6 separate regions of the Mus musculus genome follow, and regions 1, 3, 4, 5 and 6 are each linked to region 2. The links are chromatin contacts, called in public promoter capture Hi-C maps. All regions are on one chromosome and are shown on one strand. The core of a region is the stretch at or near the end of the contact, and the rest is flanking DNA. Distances in the headings are between cores, read along the strand shown.

Region 1 (4,074 bases), core at 1,011-3,510, 730 kb before region 2:
AGGTTCTGCTCTGGAGTAAGGGAAGAGGGCCGGGGGTTGGGGTCTAGGATGAATAGAGGTGAGGAGGGGAAAGAGGAAGAGGAGGAAGAACAGTAGGAGGAAGAAGAGGAGGAAGAAGAAAAGGATGAGGAAGAAGAAGAGGAACAGGAAGATGAGGAGGAAGAGAAAGGGGAGGAAGAGGAAAAAGAGGAGGAGGCAGAAGAGGAAAAAGAGGAGGAGGAAGAAGAGGAAAAAGAGGAGGAAGAAGAGGAAAAAGAGAAGGAAGAGGAAGAGGAAGAAGAGGAAAAGGAGGAGGAAAAGGAAAAAGGAGGAAAAAGAAGAGGAGGAAGAAGAAAAAGAGGAGGAGGAAGAAGAAGAGGAGGAGGAGCAAGAGGAAGGGAAGACCCTAGTCACAGGTAAGGATGGGAAGGTGGTAGAGTCACAAATCTCCTGGGCTGTGGCAAGGTGGGTGTCAAGAAGAGTGAGGGCATTTGTTTCTGAATTTGCCTGTCTCTAGAGCCTGAGCCACACAGAAGTGCTGCCTGGAGGGCTCAGGCACCAAGAGCACCACCTCACCTCGGCAGGAGACACCGGTCCCATCGATGGTCACCTTACACACTGCACACACTGGAGTTTTCTTCCGGAAAACCTTCTCCCGGAAGCTGTGTGGTTCTGCTTTCCTCGGCTGCGGGTGGGATGACAGACAAATAGGGGTATGTGTTCCTAGTGGGCTCATCTCCAAGGCTGGGCAGGGACCTTTCCTTAGAGCGATGCTGCTTCCCTCTCTTCCAGCCAAAAGTCTGTGAACTCTAAGGCACACTTGGCCACAGCTGTTTCAGGGTAGTCATGAGGCCTGTCCTCTACAGGGCTTGGAATGTGACCCCTTGCGTCACCTTGGCTGGGTCAACTCCTCCCTAAGGGTTCACTCAGGACTTCTCACGTGGCGGAGCTATGTGATGTCCTTGTCACACACACCCCCACTTCCAATGTGAGGGCTTTCTGAATCTTGGCAGAGTGGGGGGTCTGACTCTCCTCCCATCTTGCCCTCCCCACAAGAGGCTTGTATACTGTGAGCTGACGGCCAGGACACACAAGCACTATCACATAATACCCAGACTGACTGCAGCCAGTTCTGAGCCCCTGGCTCTCAGTGTCCCCAAGCTCCAGGCAGCTAATATGACCCCCTCCCCCACGGTCAGAACAACATGTTTACTCTCTGTGCACTGAGGCGGCAGGCAGCAATTGTCTAAGACGTTCGCTCGGAAGGAGGAATAGCAGTGGGGACACACAGGCAGCTGCCTCGCTGCCTCTGCATGTTATGACAGGGGTGGCCAGGTTCTCCGGATGCCCCCTCCCCACCCAGAGGTAGTGAGGTCAGTGGCTGGCTGGGCTGCCACCAGTTGTCCAGGTCCCCCTTAGTCCCTACTCACTGCAAGTTTTCACTGCAGTTCTGACCCCTCCCACCCCAGTTCATCCCTCCTATCTAGAGTCTGTGGACAATCTCCCTCACTCCTCCCACCACTCCACTGCACATTCTTCACCGCTGTGTGTTCAAGCTCCCGCTGTCCCCTCCTCTCCCTGGATCTGCCCACCGTAGTGTGAAGAGGAGAATAACATGGGAGCAGCGTTGGTCCCTTAACGACTGGGGGCGAGACCCACCAGGACACTTGGACGCACTTGTGGATGATGACGTCGTGTGCAGATGACGTCAGTAGAAGGCACCCTCCCTTCCCTCATTGCCTTCTTCCCATACCTTTTCCCTCAAGCTTCCCCCGGAGGTCAGGGCTTGAGCTCTTAGCTGAACCCTCGGGGCCTATCCAGGCTCAAGCCAGGAAATACACAGAGAAGTCAAAACAGATGCTAGAATCACACTGCTACCCTACCCTAGCCACCTCAGGGGGTCAGGCGAAAGAAAGAGGAGGGGGATGCTGAGCCAGCCAGGAGAAGAGGCTGAAACTAGGAAGAGGGTCTGGTCTGGCCTGAATCCTGGCCCTCCCGCCTTGTCCGCACCTCCACCCTGCCCCACCTTTGCCCAGCTGGTGGGCACTCCTACCCTGCTGGTGGCCCGGCTGCTGTCCCTCCTCCCCAGGGCTCTGAGCAACCTTTCCACAGGGCCGCTGGACTTCATGGTGTCTGGCTGGCTGGACTCTTGGCTGCAGGGCCTGAACAATGCTGGGGCCTGGCCTGGGGCTTCCTGGAAGCAGCCTGCCGAGGCAGCCGCTTCCCTTGGGTGGAGGGGAGGCTGTCTGGCTGGTGTGTGGAGAAGCCTGGCCCTGGAAGTGGAGGGAAGTGCAGGCGGGAAGGGGGCAGGTCGCTGCTCCAGGAAGTGGGGTGGGGGAGGATGTGGGGGAGGCCAGGAGATCAGATTCCCAGGATCTACCCTGCTGGGAGTGTCAGCCTAAGATCTCTGGCTCTCCCCATCTCTGGAGCTGCCTCCCACCCAGTGGGCCACTGTGTGCAGGGGGTCTGCAGTCCTGAGATCCAGCCCTGGAATCAGCCAGTGGCACAGGGTGGGAATTCAGGTCTCAGGGCAGGGCTCAAGGGCCAGTGGAGAACACTGTGTCCCCGGCCAGTCTCTAGCCTGAACCCTCATGCTCCCTTGGGATTTCCTGTGGGAAGGGAGTGTTGCTGGGAACCAGTACCCCTGACAGCCCAGCACTCCACATCCTCAGGGTGAAAGAAAGTTAGGGATGAGGGCTAACTTCCCTGTCAGACGGGAGAAGGATCTTATAGTACCCTCCTCAACGCCAAGTTCCAGCGGGAAGGGCTAAGGGCTTACAGGAATGGTCCATCTTGCTGTAACCCAAAGCACTGGAGGTTCCTCCTGAACACCCCAGCTGCTCCTCTCCAGATACAACCCACAGTTCCTGGCTTAGCTCCCAGATCCTGCACCTGAGGTTCTACTGGGGACCCCACCCGCCCACCAGAATCTGAGCGCTACCTTCATGGCTCTTCTGGCCTGTCTCTCCTTCCTCTGTGGCTGTCACTGGACCCGAGGACTGGACAGGAGGCCCCCTCCCAACACATACTCCACCCTCTCTAGGGCCTCCTGCTTCCCTCCTGGGAATAGGGCCAACTTCCTGTCCCAGGAGTCAAGGGAAGGAGGTGTATGGGGCCCTTGGAAAGGATGGAACAACCTTCCTACAACAAGGGTCAACAGCCTGGGGGTTCCCAGCCCAAGCTCTAGACAGCAGCCTTTGGAATGCTGTAGCTAGCTGTCATTTGAAAGAATGTACACCGTGTCACCCTCATTTGCATGGTATTTACTGAATGTCCCAGTGCAACTCCTCCAGTTCTGGCACCTCTTGCAGGGTCCCACAGGACTCTCCTCTTTCTGCCTCACGCCCATCTGACAGATGAAGGGCTGCTCTAGTCCTCCCCAGGGATCCTTCAGAAGACCTGTCAGACTGAAGAGTCTGAGGCCTCTTCCCGCTGCATGCCTGTTCTCTAGGAAGCCCATCGTTGCCAGTGTACCCTGGCTAGAAGGCCCTGTGAGTGGCAAGGGGTGGGGCACCGTGCTGTAACTGGAGAGGGCCCCTGGCTCTGCAATCCCCACCTGAGTTCTGGCTGTGTCCCAGGACATTCCAGGCCGATGGCCAGGTGGGCAACCGGGGCTGTCCTGATTCCGCACCCAGCCCTGCTGGGGAAGATGGATCACTGCAGCGCCTCCCCTGATCAATTTTTTTTCCCCTCTGCTCCTATGGTACATGGGCCTACATCTGCAACCTCTGGTGGGACTGAAAGTCTTTTCCTCTGGAACAGGTTCCCAAACAGCCTCTGCCCTCACTGAACTTACACTGCCCACCTAGATCTAGAAAGTTAAGTGTCTAGTTGGCTCTGCGCGTCCCCACCGCAGGGAGTGTGGAGTATTTCTGAAAGTAGCTGAGGGCAAACAGTGCCTGAGGAATGGCAGCATTACCAGATCCTCACCTCCCACCTCCTGCCTGGAATATTCCAGAGCTCTTTTGATTCTCCCCAGCCGGGCCCCCTCTCACTCTGAAGCCTTGGGTTTGTTTGGAGAAACCCCTCCACCCACCCACACACCCCTCCTTCCTGGAAATAGCTGTGGTTGGATGAGAGGCCCGGAGCCGGGCC
Region 2 (4,100 bases), core at 523-3,022:
CTTACCAAGAACCTGTCAAATTCAGTGGGACGTGACAGGCTGAACTGAGCGTTAAGAGGAACCGACCTGACCAAAGCAAACAATAAGGAGACAAAACCAGCTTCGTTCTTGGTCCCCCGCCCTTCCGGTGGCTTCCAAAGTCACCATAAACAACCAGTGCCCTGAGACCAGGCACGCCACCCCACCCTCTGTACTGAGGACAGTGAATTCATTTGGCATATGCCTTAAATGGAGGCAATGGTAAGGACAGAGAGAACACTCAGGCCGTACCAAGCGCAGATGCCACTGGCTGCCCCCTCAGAGCACTCTGGGCTGACCAGGAAGGGTATGCCACTAGATCTGACAGCATGCCATTCAGATACCAGAAGAAGACGGTGGGAGGTTGGGGCGGCCATACCAGACACACCAGGCTGCTGAGTGGGGTACATATAGCATGCCACAGAAGTAGGGCATACATTGTCCTGGGAACCCAATTACCCACGGTAGATCCTGGAATCCAGGATCCAGACAGACTCCTGATGCAGAATTCTGTATCCAAGTGAACCAGAAGTGCCCATTCATGGGAACCAGGCCTGGACCCCAGGCAGGTGTAGGTCATGTGGCTCAACCATCATGCCTGGTTAAAATGTGTGACTGCCTCGGTCCCCTCAAAGGCCGAGTCCCCTTGGTTTTTACAGACACACCCTTCTCTGAGCTCAGGGAGATTATGCTGGACCTAGCAGGGTGGGTAAGAAGAGGCCATCTCTGGATAAGGAAGAGCAGGCCCTGGCTGAGCACTGGGCTGAGAACCTTTGTAGTTTCCAGAAATTCCTTGGGCACCTTGATGCCTGTTTCCGTACCAGATTTTCCATGAAGAAGGTAGAAGCTGTACGGGTAGCCATGGAGGAGGAACGGGAAGAAGAGTGAAGGAGAAGGCAGGGCAAGGAGCTGGACACCTGGAGGCAGAACTACAGCCAATCAGAGACCCTCTTGGCCCCTGGAGCGGGGGGGGGGGGGGGGGGGGGGGAGAGGACTCTGAACCCAGGCCAGCTGTTTGGAGTGGGTCCTCTACTCTGCTTGTGACTGAAATCTTAAGCCCATTTTTCAGATGAGGGTAAAATACAGCCACATAATTGAGGTTTTCTACCAGTGGGAACAACCAAGCTGACTCCGCACGCAACCCAATGTCACGTCACGTTTCAAAAACCAAGAGCTCTAGGCCTCGGTCATGTGCTTCCTGCAGGCCTTGAGTCAGTGGGGTGCACTCGGCTGGTCCTCAGTAAGGGAGAGAGGGCAAGAGGGAATGGGAAATTAGCAGGGGACACTGACAGATGGATAAGATAAATAATAAGGGGGCTGTTTTCCAACAACAGCCTGGCATGGCGCCCAGGGCAGTCATCACCCTTGGAGCTCAGGGCTACACTTGCTTCATCTTTTCCAGAAGTATGCGAGCCCAGATACGTCAGCCTTTCGGTATGCAGCGTGATCTGTGGCTGGCTGCCCGCCTTTCTCCCTGCTCCTTCCTTCAGAACTTCGCCTTCTTGGCACTGACCACCCGGCCCCACCCTGCCCCACCCAGCCAGCCCGGCCGCAGGCCCCCTCCTCAGTCAGGCCCCTCTTGCAGGGGACTGTGACAAGCCCCTTCAACAAGGCAGAGCCCCTGTAGGGCAGACAGAAAGCTGTGGTACGGGGAGGGCGGGAGCCACATCATCTAACTAACAGGTTGGTCTGGCTTGGAGGAGTCCCGCCCTCCTGTAGCTAATGAACACTATGCAACAGGTGTTTTCGCCTCAGTCCCCAGCCGGCCCTGGATGTGACAGGAGGCGGCTGCCAGCCACCAACTCCAAATCTCCCTAGCTCACTGGTGAGCCCTCCGGCTCCCAGGCCCAGGGGGGCCACCATGGCCTACCGCTCCTGCGTCGTTGGCTTCAGCAGCCTCAGCGGCTGTGAGATGACCCCTGCGGGCAGTCCCCAGCCTGGGACCTCAGGATGGGGCAGCTGTGGGCTCCCTGGGCCTGGCTTCAGCTCTCGAAGCCTCACAAGCTGCAGGCCAGCTGGCACCATCCCCAAGGTGACTGTGAACCCCAGCCTGCTGGTGCCTCTGGACCTCAAGGTGGATCCAGCTGTTCAACAGCAGAAGAATCAAGAAAAGGAGGAGATGAAGGCTCTCAATGATAAATTTGCCTCCCTGATTGGCAAGGTGAGCTAAGTGGGAGAGGGCACCAAAACAGAAGGGCCCCAGGCTTTCCAGGTGACCTGGCTGGTGGTTCCCTGAGCATCGGTCATGCCCCGCCCCTGATCCCAGCCAATGGGGATGCAGCATGGCTAAACCTGCAGAGATGGGTTAGGGAAACCTGATACATCCTGGTGTCTGGGGTGAAAGGAACTTCAGGGTGACTCTGCGGGGTACTGGATAAGGGTGCACTACCTGGCTGGGGATGGGAGGGCTCCGTGTACCCCTGTAACAGTCAAGGGGTGCTTCTCGGGATGGCCTATGGAGGTGTGGCCTGCTGACTTCTGCCCAGGTGGGTGGATGGGAGATACTGCTAAGATGCCCTCAAAACCCCAAGCCTCTGTACCAGCATCTCCCTCCCACCCTGCTGGCTTTCCCCATTCATCCGTAGAGCCACTGTTCTGGCAGGTCCAAAGGGGTGGGGGTGGGAGCGGGGGCAGAAGGAGGCTGCCATGGAGTTTGTATGAGTAAAGACGCAACTTTGGCTTGTCAGGAGAAAGGAATGTAGAGGACTGTGTCAGAATCCAGCCAGCAGCCAACAGTTGGCCTGCTTTGCACTCACCTAGGTGGAAGGAACAGGCCCCTAACAACATGGCCCCCACACTTCCTAGACTCACTGCCTGCAGCTAGCCTAGGGCTTCAGGAAGTCCTGTCTACCTTCCAAGCCTGTGCCCACTCAACCACTCCAAGAAGCCTCTGTGAACAATCCTCCCAGCCCTGCTTCCTCCTGTGTCAGAGCCGCACTGACTGAACTACACACTGGTGTGCTAGGCACCACAGGGCACCTCACAGGTTCACCTCAAATCCCCTTAACTGTAAAGAAAGACATCTCATGACTTTGCGCAGAACAGGGAACCCTGGCCAGTCCTTATCTGCCTCTTGGTTTCTGAGTCTGCAAACCCTTGCACATTTCTGGGGTCCTGAGCTGTGGGGGTGTACAGACAGACAGGCAGTGAGAAGAGAGTGCCACGTGTGGCCTGGATGCCTGAATGCCACAGGAACGTAGCAAGGCGGCGGTGGGCCAGTGCTAACTAACATCACTACAAACGTTGTTTTCCCAGCTGTGCAGATGAGGCAATAGGACCAGAGAGACTCATTGCATTGCCCAGAGTCACAGAGCCAACAACTGATACGGTTTATATTTAAACTCAGGTCTGTGTGTGTATGATGTGTATGATGTGTATGTGTGTATGACAGACAGACAGACAGACAGACAGACAGACAGACAGACAGACAGATAGACAGAGACAGAGAGAGAGAGAGATCTGAGGCAGAAATGGTGTCTTTCCCTGCCTCTTCTGACTAGTTCAGAGTCTCCTCATTTACATCCAAGATGCCCACATTGGGGGAGGAGCAAGAAGACCTTTCCACAGCTGCAGATGGAACCCACGGCCTGAGAGGTAGGCCCTGCAGAGGTGCCTCCTTGACAAGCCTGGCTAATCCCTTAAAAGGAGTGCTTCGCTGAACTATGTAATTTGGCTCCCATGGGTGGCTTTTCTCTCCTTCGAACGATTGCCAATGCTGATGTCACTCTGTGCCACTGCCATGGGCACCGGGTGGGAACCGTGGGTGTGGGCCCAGGGAAGGAGCCCTCACAGTTAGGGTCCTTGAAGGTCCTTAGCAGAACTCAAGCTTCCTAGCTCTCAAAGTTGGCCTTGAGGTGGGGTGCCCATCACTGTAGGGTACAGGGAACTATGGGTTCCAGCCCTGTGCTAAGCAGAGGCTTGGGAGACCCCAAGGGACTAAAAAAGTATTAGAACCCTATTTCTGAGTTTGAACCCTGGACCCACCACCAGTCTGCTGTGTAACTGCAGGCAACCTGCTGAACCTCTCTGGGCCTCAGTGCACATCCATGTAATGGGTTTCTCAATCAAATGGGACGACTTTT
Region 3 (3,696 bases), core at 56-2,555, 780 kb before region 2:
TACACAGATGCACACAGAGGAATGCACAGACACACACAGACAGACACACATAGACACAGTACTACTACTACTACTACTACTAATAATAATAATAATAATAATAGGGCTAGAGAGATGGCTCAGTGGTTAAGAGCACTGACTGCTCTTCCAGAGGTCCTGAGTTCAATTCCCAGCAGTGGCTCACAACCATCTGTAATGGAATCTGATGCCCTCTTCTGGTGTGTCTGAAGACAGCTACAGTGTATCATATACATTAAATAAATAAATAAATAAATAAATAAATAAATAAATAAATCTTAGATAAATAATGATTGGGGGGGTTTGTTTGTTTGTTTGTTTGTTGAGACAGGGTTTCTCTGTGTCGCCCTGGCTGTCCTGGAACTCACTCTGTAGACCAGGCCTGCCTCTGTCTCCCAAGTGCTAGGATTAAAGGCATGTACCACAACTGCCTTGGCTACTTTTTATTTCTTAGACAGGGTTTTCTGTAGCCCAATCTGGTTTGGATGTTATTGTGTGGCCAAGGGTGACCTCAAACTACGGATCACCTGGTCTCTACTTCCCAAGTGCTAGGATTACAGCTGTATGCCATCACACCAGTTGCCATCACACCAGTTGCCATCACACCAGTTTTATGTGGTGCTGCGCATCAGGTAGATTGGCACTCTACAAGTTTAGCCACATCCCCAGCCTGTCCTTTATGACTGCCGTGATCCCTCACCTCCATATGTCGAGTCCATTGCACCAAGTCTGGGGTTCCGTGTGTCCTTGCGTTCCCTAGGAGGAAGAACCAAAGGGGACTCACTAGGGAGGAGTTAGGTGTTCTGTGTGCTCACAGCCTCCGTTCCCAGTCAATATTTAGAATCGTGGGTAGAGCCACTAGCCAGGGAAGTGACACACACAGTGGCGAGAAAGAGCCTGATGCAATTGCTGGAAACAGGGGACCCAAAACAAGGAAGTACTCCATTCACCCCTAATGAAGGCCAAACCACGCTCTGAACATTTCTCCATTGCCAGTCCGCGTGCTGGGGGGAAAAGGGCAGAAACTGCCTTCTCTGGCTTCCCAGAACAGCCAGAGGAAAGGAAGTGGCCTTAGCGGCTAGCTCTTACACACACCCATCTCAGGCCCGCCTGAGTGTCTGGAGCGTGGGGGATGGGAGGGCGGCTCACCTTCTCCTCCACGGGCTCCCTTCTCCTGCTCCTCTCCCAGCCCTTCTCTCCTCCGAAGCTGGGGCACCTTTGGCTGCATGGTGCCAGTGTAGAGCGGACAGCACACAGCTGTTGTCTGTCTTCTTCCTTTCTTTCTTTCTCAATCTACCTACAGAGCTTGTGTCCCACTCAGAGATCTGACAACTCCAGGGACTAAAGTCCTTTCCGGAGCCCCGTTGAGGGTTAGATAGGTTATCTGCAGGCAGTGTTTCTCATACTCTGGCCCTGCCTGTGGCTTTCACAGCTCTCTCACCACAACCACTATGATCAGCTTCACGCTATTGCTATTTCACTTTCGGGAGTGAGTCTGTGCATCAGGTTGTGAGGGGGACTTTGCTTCCCCGAGGCTTATCACATAGCTTGGCTCTTCCTGGCTCTCTCTACCAAGACTGAAGGTCAGGGAGGGACCAGAAACATCTTCGTGTACCTTGTAGTCATTTTTCTGAGGGCACAGGATGAGGCCTGTAGTGACATGTGTGTGCAACAATATTTTTGTCAGGAGCTCTATTTGTGTCATGTGTGATGGTCGAGGCCCCTCAGTGTCAGCTCTTCCCTACACCTTGGGTTACCACATAAGCAGAAAGGGCAGACACACACTTATTCAACAGTAAATAGCGCCAGGGGTTGCCTTGCCTACCTATGTAACTTCAGGAAAGTGGACCAAACTTTTTAAGCTTCTTCTGAAAAAAAAAAAAAATTATGGGACAAAATGTCCCTACGTCATCAGGTGATTGCCAGCACAAATAAGGTAGTCTGGAGGTAGTCTGGATAAACCATACAGAGCCTGAGCACATTTGTTTCTTTCTGGTAGGCAGTAGGGCAGGTGAGTGCCTTGGGAGTTCCACTTTGGCAAATTCCTGCTGGGGATTAACTATTAATCCTCCTCCTCCATCAGTCCAGAGGTCAGTGATAGAAGCAAGATTGTAATCACTGTGATCTCGGACTGAGGCCAGGATCTCAGTCAGTCCCACAAGGGAGCTCCGGGTGGGTATCCGGGTGAGGATAAAGAAAGGGCTTGCTGCCTGTGGCAGTGGCAGTCTACTGTATTCCAAGGGCAATGGAAGAGGCTGGCTGTGCTCTGCAGGGAAGGTAGAAACACTATGACCAATGGGAGACAGTGAGCACGAGGCCCCAGATCTGAATGAGACAGACGCAGAGACGTAAGCCAGAGACACCCCCCCAATACTGTTTTATTAGTACACAAGCCAACAGCAATCTTTCTAACTAGCTGTGTAAAGGCCCAAGGGTGACAGGGACAATGGGGTGGGGCGTGAAGGTGGGTCTTGGGGCACAGAGTTATTCATTGCTTCACATACAGCTCAAATGACAGCCCCCTGTTCCTGCTGGCGTCCTGGAGGCTCCCTCGGGGCTTCACCCACTGCTCCTGGCAGAGCACTGAGTGCTTCCTTGACCATCTGGAGACACTGGCAAAGGCTGGCCCATCGGATCCACACACCAGCAGGGGCCACGGCGATTCCCCTGCGAGGAACGACACTGGGGAGAGAGGTGCAGGTCAGGGTGAGGTCCAGGCTTTGAGCAGGAAAGCATCTGAGAGCTCTTAGTTGCTTTACCTACTGAATAGGGCCCACTCTGCTAGGCCAGAGCAATAGCTTTCAAAATGCAGTTTCTGTCAACAGCCCAACATCACTTATGTTAGAAACTTGTGTTCACAGGCTAGCCCAGACCTACTGAGTCACAAAATGCAGAAGGGGCTCCACCAGCACCAGCTCAGACGCCTCCAGGTGATTCCCCAGGGCTCCCATTTGAGGCCACCACAAGGCCTTATCCTAGAAGAGACTTTAAGTCTCCCATTGCAATTGTTGGCCTTTGTTTTTCTTTCAGATCACGCTAGAGATGGAGCCCACAGTACTGCTAAGCAGAGCTTTGCCAACGAGCTATAAACTTCTTTTCATTTTACATTTTGTTTTGAGACAGAGGCTCGTGAAATTTCCCAGGCTGGACTTGAACTCACTCAGAATTCTAGGAGCCTGCCTGGTCCAGGCTTCCTCAAGTCCATGGAAAGATCTCCTGTGGAAATCTCCAGCCCTCTGTCTTCCTACCAGCCCTTCACTTGTAGCCTAGGCAAGTCTTGAAGTTACAATCTTCCTGATGTTTTTCATATCTATGTGGGTCTTAAAATTGGAAGAAATAGTTTTGTGTGTGTGTGTGTGTGTGTGTGTGTATCCATCCTTTTTTTGGTTGCTGTTTGGCTGGTTTTGGTTTTTCCAGACAGGGTTTCTCTGTGTAGCTCCGGCTGTCCTGGAACTCACTACATAGACCAGGCTGGCCTCGAACTCACAGAGATCCACCTGCCTCTCTCCACCACCTGGCTGTTGTTTTTGGAGACATGCTCCAGCAGAACCAGCATCCTTTTTGCAGCTTTGCATCAAGTACCCTTCCTCACTGCCGCGCACAGAGCTTGCACAGAGGACAGGCAGCTTCTTCTCACCTGCTGCTTTCGGTAGAAGCCTCTGAGGTCACAGTTTGGCA
Region 4 (3,696 bases), core at 648-3,147, 570 kb before region 2:
CACACAGAGCATGTTCAGGAGGTGCACACATGAATCGCATGCCTGAATGCTAGTCTCTGAGGCGGGGTATGTTTATATTTACAGTTTGACTCCCACTCCCACCAGCCCAGCCACACAGTGACTCACAGCACTGCCTGACATCATCTTCCTGCCCAGAGGACCATGGCAGCAGTCTGGAGGCCAGGCCTCACTCACAGCTATCTCTTCTCCCACGCTGCCAGGCAGAGATAAGGGAGCCTGAGAAAGTGTTCTCAGCCTGGGGAAAGGAGACGGAGGTTGGTTGGTGGGAGACGATGGCTCATTCCAAGGGCATTGTTTTCCCGAAGGACTTCTATGGTGGGTTATGCTTAGATGAGGTTCAGAGAGGTGGAGAGTGTCCCAAAGGCACACAGGTCACTGAGAACTGGTCTTTCAGACCAGCTCTCCCAGATGCCTGGTGTCCTTAACTCCAAGGAGTCTTGGTGGCATTAAGGGGCTACTTCTGTGGCTCTTTGCGACTGCTAGGAGCTGGGTTCAATGCTTCAAGTGAACAGGAGCCTCTTGAATATCCCAGTGGCCCCAGGGAAAGATTCCCAGCTTCCTTTGGAGCCTAGAAGCCACCATCCTCACCGGGGTCTTCTGCATCTCTTTTGGGATCCGAGCTTTAGCCTGGCAGAGCCAACACTGCTCCATCTTTGCCTCAACCCAGTCTCTGCCCCTTTGCCCTCTGCTTGCTGAATGATGGAGAGGCGAGGGGGTGTGGGGAGCAGTCTCAAGGTCTTCTCCCACTATCTGTGATCCTGTACCTGAAGTCTCTCCAGCTCTGCTTGGGCTGTGCTTGGTTCTAGAAGCCTGACTGGGAAGAGAGTGGAGGCCGGTGTGAAGTGATCAGGAGTGTCCTGTTCTTCTGAATTGAGCAGGTGGAGTCCTTGTGGTCAGGAAAGGAGAAGGTTATGGGGGTACAGCATGAGACACTTGGGGCTTCTTGGATACATGTGCATTTTCAGTATTCCAAAATGTCTGGGCCCCACTGGGAAAGGTCCACCAAGGAAGAGCTTAGGGGTGGCCACAGTTCCAGCCCCAGGAAAAGCAGTTGGGTTCCTAAGCTTTGACACCCTGCCTGTGGTGACAGGGCATTCCTTTTCTTTCTTTGTCCTTTTATTTATTCATTTTTTTTGGTTTTGAGGCTGGGTGACCTTGAACTTTTGACCCTCCCACCTTCACCCCTAGGGTGCTGGGATATAGGTGTGCTCTGCTATGTCTAGTTAGAGTCAAAGCCATCCAGCCCACATTGTGTGCTCAGCCAGGCCTATGGCTGGGCAGGGACCCTCCTTTCTTCCTTGGATCCTCTTTACCCCACACAGGGTTCCCACCCAGCAGACACCTGCCAGTGTAGACAGAAGAGTAGCTGCTCCACCCCTGCACTGTCACCTGTGCCCCCCACGCTGGACCTGCCAAGAGACAGGAGGCTGTGGGCTGGGAGGGTGGGACTGGAGCAGGCCTGGGCACCCTCTCTACAACCCGTTGCCCAATGCACCTTCCCTTGCCACCTGCACAGCACTGGGCCCTGGGGCCTTGGCTTACCACAAGGCCCTGGGACAAACCCCACAAAACAGAGCCCCATTGACAGCAGGCCATCAGGGCTGCGTAGGAGGAGACCAAGCCAGCCACTGGGTGGTGAGGGTAGCTGTAGGAGCCCTATCATCCTGTTCCAAGTGAGGAGGGCTTACGGGGTGGGGTGGGGTGGGAGTGGGGGGAGTGGGGGTGGGGTGCTTCCCATCTCAAGTAGTCTCTGCTCAGGAGCAGCACTTCAGTCTCAGTGATGGCTGGGCGAGGCCCTCCCACATCCTGGGGGAGAGGAGATTCCCCCCCCCCCCGGCCCCTCCCTCTCACCTGTGGTAATCACAGCTGGAGTGCATGGAACCCAGGGCCAGCCCAGCTGGGAAAAGATAAAAAGGTGTTTGGTGGCTCAGTAGCTCACTCCGGCTGATTCCCTCCTGCTCTCAGCTGCTTTCTCGCTGACAATCATGCGGTCCTCTTTGTCCAGGCAGACTTTCTCCACTAAAGGAGGCTTCAGCTCTAACTCAGCCAGCGGAGGTGGTGGGAGTCGGATGCGAACCAGCTACAGCTCAGTGACTATGTCCAGGGGGAGCGGCGGTGGCGGTGGGGTCCGCTCTGGGTCCAGCTCCGGGGGCTTTGGCAGCCGGAGCCTCTACAACTTGGGAGGCAAGAATATCTCCGTCAGCATGGCTTGTGGGGCCTCCTCTGGCCGGGCACTAGGAGGCTTTGGCAGTGGGGCCTATGTGGGCCTAGGGGCTAGCAGGCAGACATTTGGGCCAGTCTGTCCTCCCGGGGGCATCCAGGAAGTCACTGTCAACCAGAGCCTGCTGACGCCTCTCAATGTGGAGATAGACCCCGAGATTCAGCGGGTGCGCACCCAGGAGCGCGAGCAGATCAAGACCCTCAACAACAAGTTTGCCTCCTTTATTGATAAGGTGGGTGGGCAAAACCGGGGTGAGGTGGAGTGGGGTGGAAGCTGAACCTCTAATGGGGGGTGGTCTGGGCAAAGGCAGTTTTTACCATGTGCTCTAGATGTGCAGGGTGGGGTGATGAACAGAGACGGTGGTTTCTGCCTGTCGGAGGTTGGGGCTAAAACCTGCTGGCCGGGGTTCCTTCTGTGAATGAGAGGCCCAGCCCACCTGTGTTGGAGCCTTTCCTATACCGCTAAGCATTAGCCTTACCCCATTATTAAAAGATGTGTGGTCCTCAGTGTTCCTGTCAGGGAGTTGGCCTTTGATGACTTGAGTCATTTTATAGCTGTGGGCAACAGTGCACGGCTCAGGAATTCCACAAACCATCCAAGGTTGAAGCCTTGGAATTCTGTCTGTCCTCTCCAGCTGAAGAAGCCTCGGGGTCAGGCACATTGAGAACCTGGAGGGCAAGAGGAAGCCCTTTGCCCTCCCTTGCCTGGTTCCCCCTTCCGGCTACCACGAGGAGGGTGGCCACCCTACAGTTTGAACACTCTGGGAGTGTTCTGGATCCCCGTCTCACCTACAGGGTGACTGGGATCACTCTGCTACCACCTCTCTCATTTCTTGCTCCATTCCTTCAGCACTGTGTACCTTGGCTCTGCGCCTAGGCTGCGAGATCAGGCTGAGGCATAACTCCATGATTTGAACTTTTAACACAGAAGGGCCCTACCTCCTTTCTCGTGTGTCACCCTTAGGGTTCCATGAAGAGCCTGGGTAGGCGAGGCTTTGCCCATTTTTACACTATGAAAACTAAGGCATAAAGTGGTCCTGAGACTTGCTCAGGATTGCACTGGTATATGAGGCATAACTGTGAAGAAGGCTGCAGAGTTCCACAGTCCTGGGCACTGAGGTGTACCTGCAACAGGGCTCCTGGCCAAGTGACTAGGCCTGGGGTGCTGTGGAGGTGGCACCTGGAGGGACTGGGTGGCAGAGGGTTAGGGAAGTTGTGTCACCTACCTCTTGCCCTTTTCCCTAGTGACTCTTGGTTCTTTTGTGAGCTGCTGTGGGTGCTGGAAATTGAATCTCGATCCGATGGAAGAGCAGCCAGTACTCTTAACTAGTGATCCACCTCTAGCTCTGTTTCTCCAATGCTATTTATTTTATTTATTTATTTTTATTTTATTTGTTTTAGTTTTATTTACGTGTGCATGTATGTCTGTGTGATGGTATTGGATCCTCGGGAGTT
Region 5 (4,109 bases), core at 75-2,574, 610 kb after region 2:
GTTGACTATAACATAGCATGTCATAAGATCAGATGGGGAAAGGTTTTCCAAGATCTTAGATCTATTTTTGTGACTGGCAAGCAAAGGCTACTTGCCGGGAAGAGGGGCAGGGTGTGTCATGCCCACTTCATTCACCACATGCAGGAAGTTCTCCATGCCTCCTCCCAGAACCCACTCCTGATGTCAACATGGCATTTGCTTCCAAGACCCGCCACCCTTCCTGCTTCGGTACTAGTCTCCGGCTCAGCTCCCTTCCCTCCTTCAAACCCTCTTGGCACAGCAGTAACCACACCTGATCGGGTTTCACAAGAAAGCCGGTGTGAGAATTCAAAAAGCTACTACTCACTGGATATCACACAATAAACTGTGTTTCACGGAGTCCTTAAAACAGCCTTGTGAAGTAAACCGTACACATATTTCCATTTTAATAGATGGGGAAACCGAGGTTCCAAGAGACAGGTAGCTTACTCAGATCGCGAAGCCTATGAGAAGCAGGTTGGAACCTGTACCCACTGACCCTTCACACCTAGTCCAATGCTTCCTAACATTAGCCGCCCCTGTTGTTCTAGGTAAGGCTGGTGGTGTCGGCGCTGTTGACACCTCACGGCTCCCCTGGTTCATGTGCATCCATACCCAGAACTTGTCAGCTGTCTGGGCAGCACGGAGGGATCCACAAAGCCGGCTACATTCTCAGGGCTGTTCCCAGCCTCCCGGTCTTTGCAAGGTTTCCTCTGAGTCACTGAGGAAACAGAGTCAAAACACAAAGACCCGCGCAAGGTCCCTGGATTCCCTCTCGTCCACCTACAGCATAACTAGGCAAGGCCAGAAGCCGGTGTGGGCCGCCAACCGGGACCCGCGGACAGAGGTCACTGCTCCGGGACACCGGGCAGCCGGCGACGCAGGGGATGCTGCAGTGCCGGCGGCTCCGGGCTCGGCCCAAGGTCACCCTCCCCGGCCACCCGGAGCGCCCCCTGGCGTCCCGTGCGGGCCTCCCCCCTGCCCTCGGGGACACGCCTGGAACCCCGGCTGGGGCAGGAGCGGGGCGGTGGGCAGAACACCGAGGCTGAGCCGGGGAGGAGCGGGAGGCGGGGCCCACCTGATAGCTGAGGACGCCGTCCGGCTCGTTGCTCCCGGCGGGCATGGCCGGGCGGAGCCTGGTCTCGCCGGTAGGTTCCAGGTTGAGCTGCAGCAGTCCGCGCCCTGTAGTCCAGTGTGAGACGATCGCACGCGCAGCGACCCCTACCCTGGATCCAAGGATCGGTCAACCATCAACCGGCGCCACCTTCATAGCCATCAGCCCGCGAGGCGCCCGCAGCAGCCAATCAGAGGGCGCCCCGAGCAGCCAATCAGCGCGCGGAGCACGGGAGGACGCTGTCCGGCGGTACCCTGGGCTACCAGGAAGAAGGGAGGAGGGCGCCAGAGAGCCAACCCCCTCCCCGCGCCGGTTGCCTTAGAAACCGCCTCCCCCCTTAGGGGGCCTCCGGGCTCCGAGGTCCTTCCTACTGCTTGCTAGGAACTGAAAATCCCTGCCTCTGTTTGCAGCTGCACCTGACTCTTGGGAAAGTGTCAGGTTTACCTGTTCTGATTTTATTCCTCGGAAGATGGGTTTTAAATTAATAGAAAATTTCCCTCCGAAACCAAGATGGCAGGAGGAAGTAATGAGAAGAGAGAGCCTTCTAAAATTACTTTTAACCCTTGAGTTAGTGGCCAGATTGAAGAGCGTTAGAGAGCAGCAGACAGGAAGCAGTCAAAGAGGCTGAGACTCGGGTCTCCCCAGTCTAAGACTGACAGCAGACAGTGGGGGTTGAGCTGAGGGTGATTTCAACGTGTCCAAAAGACATACTGTAAGACGAATTATTGTTCAGCAGCGGAACTAACCGATCTGAGGCGAGGTTGGAAAGTGAGGAGTAAGGCATTCGACTTGATCTGAGTTTAAAAGGAAACAGAGTAGGTTAACCATCCGTAGCTTGAGAGAAAGAAAGGGGCCTTTGTCTTCTGTCTCCTGAGAGTGGAGGTGAGTCCAAGCCATTGAGGGGAAAGGGATCGTGGCAATCAATCTCAGCCTCTGCCAAAACTGCAGAAAGGAGCATGACCCAGTACATGTCAAAGTTCAACCCTTATGGTGGTGCAGGCTCATCTAGCCCTCAGGAGGCTGAGGCAGGATAGCAGCAAGTTCAAGCCTGCCTAGACTTCCTGGTTAGACCTTATCTCACACAAAAATATTTTTTTTCAATCTCCACATATCATCAGTACACACTGTAATCAAAATAAGAAACAAGATTGGGCCTTAATGTCTCTGGAGCTGGGGAAATGGCTCGGTCTAAAAAGTTCTTACCATATAAGTGTGAGGAGCAGAGTTCAATCCGCAGCACCTAGGAAAACTGGGTCTGGAGGCAAAAGCTTGTGATCTCAGTGCTGGGGAAGGTAGAGACGGCAGAGTCCCCGGAGCTTGCCAGCCAGCCTCAGTCTCAACCAATCCATGATGAGCTGCAGACTTGGTGGGAGATTCTGTCAGAGAGTGCTGGAGAGACAGCTCAGCAGCTAAGGGAACTTGTTGCTGTTCTAGAGGACCTGGGTTGGGTTCCGGGTCCTCCATGGAGGCTCATAACCATCCAGAATGCCAGTCCCAGGGAATTTTTTCATCTCTTCTGAGCTCCTCAGGTGCAAGAAATAAATGTAGCACACAGACATAGATGCAGGCAGAACACCAATGCACATTAGAAAAAAAAAAAAATAGCCTCGCAGTGGTGGCACACACCTTTAATCCCAGCACTTGGGAGGCAGAGACAGGCGGGTTTCTGAGTTTGAGGCAGCCTGGTCTACAAAGTGAGTTCCAGGACAGCCAGGGCTACACAGAGAAACCCTGTCTTGAAACAACACAACAACAACAACAACAACAACAACAACAACAACAATAGTGGAGAGCTATTGAGGAAGGTGTCTGCCATCAAACTCTGGCCTCCACATGCATACTTATACATGAGTACACACATAAATGTGCACATGTACACACTCACACACGCATGTGCATGCATGCACATCATTTTTTAAATAAGATTTAAGTATGTGATTACACTGTCGCTGTCTTCAGACACACACCAGAAGAGGGCATCAGATCCCATTACAGGTGGTTGTGAGCCACCGTGTGGTTGCTTGGATTTGAACTCAGGACCTCTGGAAGAGCAGTCAGTGCTCATAACCCCAGAGCCATCTCTCCAGCCATCACTCACATCATTATTTTTGATCATCTATAAAAGGAACCTTGCCTGGTTATCATCTCACAACGTTTTTTCTTTCTATGCCTTTGTACTCCACATAGCTTCAGAGGTTGCTAGGCATCTAGAAGATTGCAAATATATGTATGTTTATTTCAATCTATTTATACATGTATTGAGGTTCAGCGAAATGGCTCAGCAGGTGACACCACTCATCACCAAGCTTCATTATCCGAATCTGATCCCCCAGGACCTACACGATGTAAAAAGAAACCCACTCTTGCAAGCTGACCTCAGACCTCCATGTGCACAGCACGGCTTGTGCGTGTGCGCACACACCTGCCAGGGTGAAGAGAGCAAACATCTCCAGTCTGGGGCCAAGATTTGAGAGTGGTAACATGCAGAGTAGCCACAGTCGGTCCAACACGGAAAACAGTAGTGAAAAGAGCAGTAGAAAGAAATGTTATAATTAGAAGATGTTCTGGTAAGGCTGGAGAGATGGCTCGGCGGTTAAGAGCACTGACTCCTCTTCCAGAGGTCCAGAGTTCAATTCCCAGCAGCCACATGGTGGCTCACAGCCATCTGTAATGGGATCTGATGCCCTCTTCTGGTGTGTCTGAAGACAGTGACTCTGTTCTCATATACAAAAAATAAATCTAAAGGAAAAAAAACAGTGGGGTGGGGTGGGGAAGCAACTCGGTGACAGTCATCCCAACCAGTCCTAGTGAAGGGCACAACTCTAGGTCAGCCAGGTACTCAGTACAGACTTGATGCTGAAGGGGAGCAGGAGGCACACTTGGGAAGCTGGACAGGATGCTGGAGGCTTTGAGATCAATCTGTCAATATAGGGAGAACCCTGTAAGCTCTAAACTCTGTCTCTTTTTGTTTGTTTTT
Region 6 (3,721 bases), core at 1,115-3,614, 630 kb before region 2:
CCAAGAAACCAGGCAGCTAGGGTGGAGGAAGCTGAGATTTCAGAAAGAGAGCTGGATGACGAGCTTTTACGAGTTGCCTAAATCAGTCCTTCCCTTCAGGTCCCTCCAAAACTGGTGTGGGGGAAGGGGAGAAAGGGAGAGTTGGCTGTCCCTCCCCAGGGCTGTCATACCTGTCTGACCAGCTGCTCCGTTTCTCCTTCCGCTTTCTCTCACAGCTCGGTGCGGCGCCGGCCGCGGTTCCCTCCCTTTGGTTTGCTGGAAAAAAAAATCTCCAATCTTGCTGGGTGTGGGCCTGTGTTAGAGAGGGGGTGATAAACACACACCTAAATTGATTTTCACCTGAAAACGGAGTGTTGACTGAGGGGGATGTGAGAGGGCCTGGTGTAAATAGGATTTCCCTTTTCCTAGCATGCTGGAAGCCCAAGGCTGGGGACTCCTAGCAAAAGACAGGCAAGGAAGGAATATGGTCTCTGTGCAATCCTTGGGGATTTCTAGATTGGTCTTTCTGGAAGTGTCCTCAGACAGACAGACAGACAGACAGACAGACAGACAGACACACACACACACACACACACACACACACACAGGTAGGGGTGGCTTCTCAGACAAAGAGGGAGAGAGGTGTGCCGTGTAGGGAAGGAACATGTCTGTGTGTCTCTAGGGGTGACTTTCTGGGTCTCTGTCCCTTTTGGCAGGAACATATATGTGCCCATCCTGGGTCTCTGTCCCTTTGCCTATATGTGCCCATAGAGCAGTCCTGGGTGTTTCTCCTAGGGGGGCGGAATCCATAGACAGTTCTCTTAGTAGGTGCTTACTCTTTTCCCTGGCTATGGGGTGGTGTCTGCTACCGCCCAGTTCCCCAGGGAATTTGGATATCTGTCATCTATTGGTTTCCTTAATTGAGATCCACCCAATCCCCACATCACACCCTGAAGTGCCTTCCAGAGAGCCCAACCCATCAGGTAATTTAATTGCAGGTGGAATCTTTGCCTTGGGGACCCAAACCTCTTGCCTGCTTGCTCCACCCAGGCCTGGAGGGCCTTGCTCTGCTCCCCAGTCTCCAACCTCTCACAGGTGCAGGCTGTGCCCCAGCTTGTTCTCCTGACTCACTCTGATAATGGGATAATGAGTTCAGAGAGACAGGTGCAGGGAGACAGGGTACTATCCTCATCACATCTGGCCAGCCTGGGGCCGGGGGCAGAGGAGAAGGGTCCAGGTGGCTGGAGAATGAGTCACCACCAGCAGGGCCATCCCGTTCCAAGGCACCATGAGTCACTGCCCTGGCAGCCTGGGGAAGGTGTCTCCAAAGAAGCGATTGCAACAAAGCCCCTGTGCCTCTATTCTCTGGGGTCTCCCTTTTCTGCCTTGGCCTCTGTCCCTCAGTCTTTGTTATTCCTCGAGGCCTCTGTCTGGTCTGGGGAATTCTCTCGGGTCTGGGTAGGAAAGGAGAATACTGTGCTGTGTCCAGAGAGAAGAGCTGCGTTTGATTTCTCTTTACCTTGCACAAGAGAGAAGACAGCTAGAAGCCTGTGTTTCATTCATTCCTCAAATATCTACCTACCTTCCCACCCCCCTTTGCCAGCCTATGGGTGCAGGATGCTGCACAGGTAGCGGGGTGGGGTAGTGGTGTTAGCTGTAACCTGGGCAGACAAAGCAAACAGGAGCTTGGGAACGAAAGGGCCCTGCTGGTCAGCCTGGCCAGCTCCACCTAAAGGAGGTCTCTTGGAGGTATTAGGAGAGACCAGCCAGAGATGTGGTGGATGAGGCACACCCTCAGTCCTAGTGCTGGCTGGTAAAGGCCGGTGCCGGCTTTGGTTAGGCTTCAGGGTACTTATACCCCCAAAGGGGTTGTGACCCCCCCCCCCCAAGATTCTGAACCACAGGATATTTGATATGTCACCTCTGGGAAAACATAGCTCTATCCCTAGAGGGATTGCAACCCACTGGTGGAGAACCTACAGCATATCTGTTACGTGACTCCCGAGGAAGGGCCCTTCCGACCTTCCTTGAGTTTCAACTTCTAGTGAGTTCTAGTAGCTTGCCTGTGTTGAGTTGAGACCCAGTGTTTTAAACTAAAATGCCTGGGAACCCTTTCAGCCCAAGTAGTTCTCACAGGAGGGCAGGAGATAAGACAGCTTAGGTCAGAGATCCCAGGCTCACTTCCTGCCTTCACAGGGATCAATTGCTCTCTCCTGGATTTTTAGGGTGGGGCTGGAGAGGGATCCCGGGTGGGAACAGCTCTCTGCTGCCCTCACCTGAGTCCCGTCTGGAGGTTGCAGACGTTGGGTTAGGCCCTGCCCTCTAGTGTCTAGCCACTCAGGTAAGAGGCCCTTTTCCCTCCCCTGGGGCTGGCCTCTTCTTTTATAAAGGGCCTTCGCTGGGCGCTGTCCCACCGTCTAGAAGCAGCTGCTTAGCTCGCTCTCGAACCTCCGTCTTCAGCTCACTGCCTTCGCTCCAGACTTCACCATGTCCATCAGGGTGACTCAGAAATCCTACAAGATGTCCACCTCCGGTCCCCGGGCCTTCAGCAGCCGCTCGTTCACGAGTGGACCCGGTGCCCGCATCAGCTCTTCCAGCTTTTCCCGGGTGGGCAGCAGCAGCAGCAGCTTCCGGGGAAGCATGGGCACCGGCGTGGGTCTGGGCGGCTTTGGCGGGGCTGGTGTCGGGGGCATCACAGCCGTCACGGTGAACCAGAGCCTGTTGAGCCCCTTGAAGCTGGAGGTGGACCCCAACATCCAGGCTGTGCGCACTCAGGAGAAGGAGCAGATTAAATCCCTGAACAACAAGTTCGCCTCCTTCATTGACAAGGTGAGACCCCTCTCTTCCCGACTAACCGTCCTGCGCTCGCTCTTTCTTCTGCTGACACAGAGATGCGTACATCTCTCCTCGCACCCCCCATGAGCTCCTGTTGGGACCCACCCATTCTGGCCACACTCTCTTCTACTTCTCTCATACCCTTTGGCTTGGGCCCAGAGGGTCTGAAGTGCTTGTGACTAAATCTTGGAGCACCTTCCCATTCACTGGAGGGCCTGGTCCCTTCCCTGTGGCTTTGCTCTCTGGTGGCGGGGACGCCCCCTCGCCCCCCCGCCCCCAACTGCCCCAAGGTTTCCTCATGGTGCCCCGTGCATTGTGTATTTTTCTATCTTCCTGTTAAATAATGGAGGGCGGTGTAAGGATTTTAGAAGGTTTCAGGTGTCTTGATTGAACCCGACAAACGCATATGGAGGTCTTTGGTGCCCAAGGCTAGAGAGTGGGGGCTCCAGGCTGAGTCACTGCTCGGCCCCTGCCCTGCTCCAGTGGGCGGGGCCGCTGTAGAGCCAGGGCGGAGGTCTTGGGTCTGCCCTTCCACCAGGAGTGGGGTGGGGTGGAGGGGAGGGTGAGTCTCAGGGCTCCGCCTCGGGAAGGCCCGTGCGAGATTCAAAGTCTGCGGGCGTTGGACACTCCGCTCCTGTTTCACGACCTGTTAAGACCGGAGTTTATGGCCTCAGATAGCGTCGGCCTACCCACGCCCCTCTGCGAGCTTGGCCCTTGTACCCCTTTCACTCTTTCTACGGTGGCTCCGCCCCAACTGCCTGGTTCCTTTGCAAGCCGAAAGCCAGGCCAGGTTTTGCAGTCCTGTGGCACAGTGGCCTTCGTGGCCCCGGGACGATTGGCCCTTTTTTGCTGACTGGCTCCTGAGAGGCGGTGTGGGAACGGGAGGAGGGAAAACACGGGGCTGAGC

Evidence for each region. Promoter capture Hi-C pulls out the DNA fragments that hold promoters and counts their contacts.
Region 1: a contact with region 2 is called in a promoter capture Hi-C map of the HPC-7 cell line, with 6 times the contacts expected there. The contact joins the promoter of Tns2 here to the promoter of Krt80 in region 2. A contact is called at or near these places in 8 of 39 promoter capture datasets (the 3T3-L1 cell line, the C10 cell line, the HPC-7 cell line and 4 more), 1 of 484 Hi-C or Micro-C datasets (muscle stem cells), 3 of 115 datasets of contacts at active chromatin or transcription factors (the 3134 cell line, embryonic forebrain and pancreatic cancer cells) and 2 of 9 other capture datasets (embryonic stem cells and liver).
Region 3: a promoter capture Hi-C map of the HPC-7 cell line shows a contact between it and region 2, with 5 times the contacts expected there. The contact joins the promoter of Soat2 here to the promoter of Krt80 in region 2. A contact is called at or near these places in 7 of 39 promoter capture datasets (the 3T3-L1 cell line, the C10 cell line, the HPC-7 cell line and 2 more) and 3 of 115 datasets of contacts at active chromatin or transcription factors (CD8 T cells, acute myeloid leukemia and pancreatic cancer cells).
Region 4: a promoter capture Hi-C map of embryonic stem cells shows a contact between it and region 2, with 9 times the contacts expected there. The contact joins the promoter of Krt79 here to the promoter of Krt80 in region 2. A contact is called at or near these places in 13 of 39 promoter capture datasets (the SN4741 cell line, cranial neural crest, embryonic stem cells and 6 more), 1 of 15 datasets of contacts at CTCF or cohesin (the NIH/3T3 cell line), 1 of 484 Hi-C or Micro-C datasets (nephron progenitors), 5 of 115 datasets of contacts at active chromatin or transcription factors (embryonic basal ganglia, embryonic stem cells, pancreatic cancer cells and 1 more) and 3 of 9 other capture datasets (adipose tissue, embryonic stem cells and liver).
Region 5: a contact with region 2 is called in a promoter capture Hi-C map of liver, with 4 times the contacts expected there. The contact joins the promoter of Slc4a8 here to the promoter of Krt80 in region 2. A contact is called at or near these places in 4 of 39 promoter capture datasets (liver, pre-B cells and stem cell-derived epiblast-like cells) and 1 of 115 datasets of contacts at active chromatin or transcription factors (pancreatic cancer cells).
Region 6: a contact with region 2 is called in a promoter capture Hi-C map of second pharyngeal arch cranial neural crest, with 8 times the contacts expected there. The contact joins the promoter of Krt8 here to the promoter of Krt80 in region 2. A contact is called at or near these places in 12 of 39 promoter capture datasets (the HPC-7 cell line, HPC-7-derived erythroid cells, the SN4741 cell line and 8 more), 6 of 115 datasets of contacts at active chromatin or transcription factors (acute myeloid leukemia, double positive thymocytes, embryonic stem cells and 3 more) and 2 of 9 other capture datasets (adipose tissue and embryonic stem cells).

What each region holds. Positions count from the first base shown.
Region 1 is chr15:102,101,120-102,105,193 of GRCm38.p6, reverse strand. It overlaps Tns2 (tensin 2), which reads right to left and starts at 2,260. Exons shown (of 29, transcript NM_153533.3): 1 at 2,033-2,260; 2 at 556-664. The coding sequence starts at 2,107.
Region 2 is chr15:101,367,834-101,371,933 of GRCm38.p6, reverse strand. It overlaps Krt80 (keratin 80), which reads left to right and starts at 1,772. Exons shown (of 9, transcript NM_028770.3): 1 at 1,772-2,179. The coding sequence starts at 1,880. All of the region lies in intron 1 of Gm35853 (a long non-coding RNA gene), which reads right to left. Mir1941 (microRNA 1941) reads right to left here and starts at 2,582; the gene lies at 2,500-2,582.
Region 3 is chr15:102,148,184-102,151,879 of GRCm38.p6, reverse strand. It overlaps Soat2 (sterol O-acyltransferase 2), which reads right to left and starts at 1,305. Exons shown (of 15, transcript NM_146064.1): 1 at 1,168-1,305; 2 at 719-774. The coding sequence starts at 1,246. It overlaps Igfbp6 (insulin-like growth factor binding protein 6), which reads right to left. Exons shown (of 4, transcript NM_008344.3): 3 at 3,656-3,696; 4 at 2,368-2,700. The coding sequence ends at 2,578.
Region 4 is chr15:101,938,525-101,942,220 of GRCm38.p6, reverse strand. It overlaps Krt79 (keratin 79), which reads left to right and starts at 1,897. Exons shown (of 9, transcript NM_146063.1): 1 at 1,897-2,474. The coding sequence starts at 2,007.
Region 5 is chr15:100,758,962-100,763,070 of GRCm38.p6, reverse strand. It overlaps Slc4a8 (solute carrier family 4 (anion exchanger), member 8), which reads right to left and starts at 1,324. Exons shown (of 25, transcript NM_021530.2): 1 at 1,097-1,324. The coding sequence starts at 1,141. Gm52175 (a long non-coding RNA gene) reads left to right here. Exons shown (of 3, transcript XR_003951485.1): 3 at 145-382.
Region 6 is chr15:102,002,985-102,006,705 of GRCm38.p6, reverse strand. It overlaps Krt8 (keratin 8), which reads left to right and starts at 2,364. Exons shown (of 9, transcript NM_031170.2): 1 at 2,364-2,808. The coding sequence starts at 2,467. It overlaps Gm36026 (a long non-coding RNA gene), which reads right to left and starts at 563. Exons shown (of 2, transcript XR_875678.2): 1 at 171-563.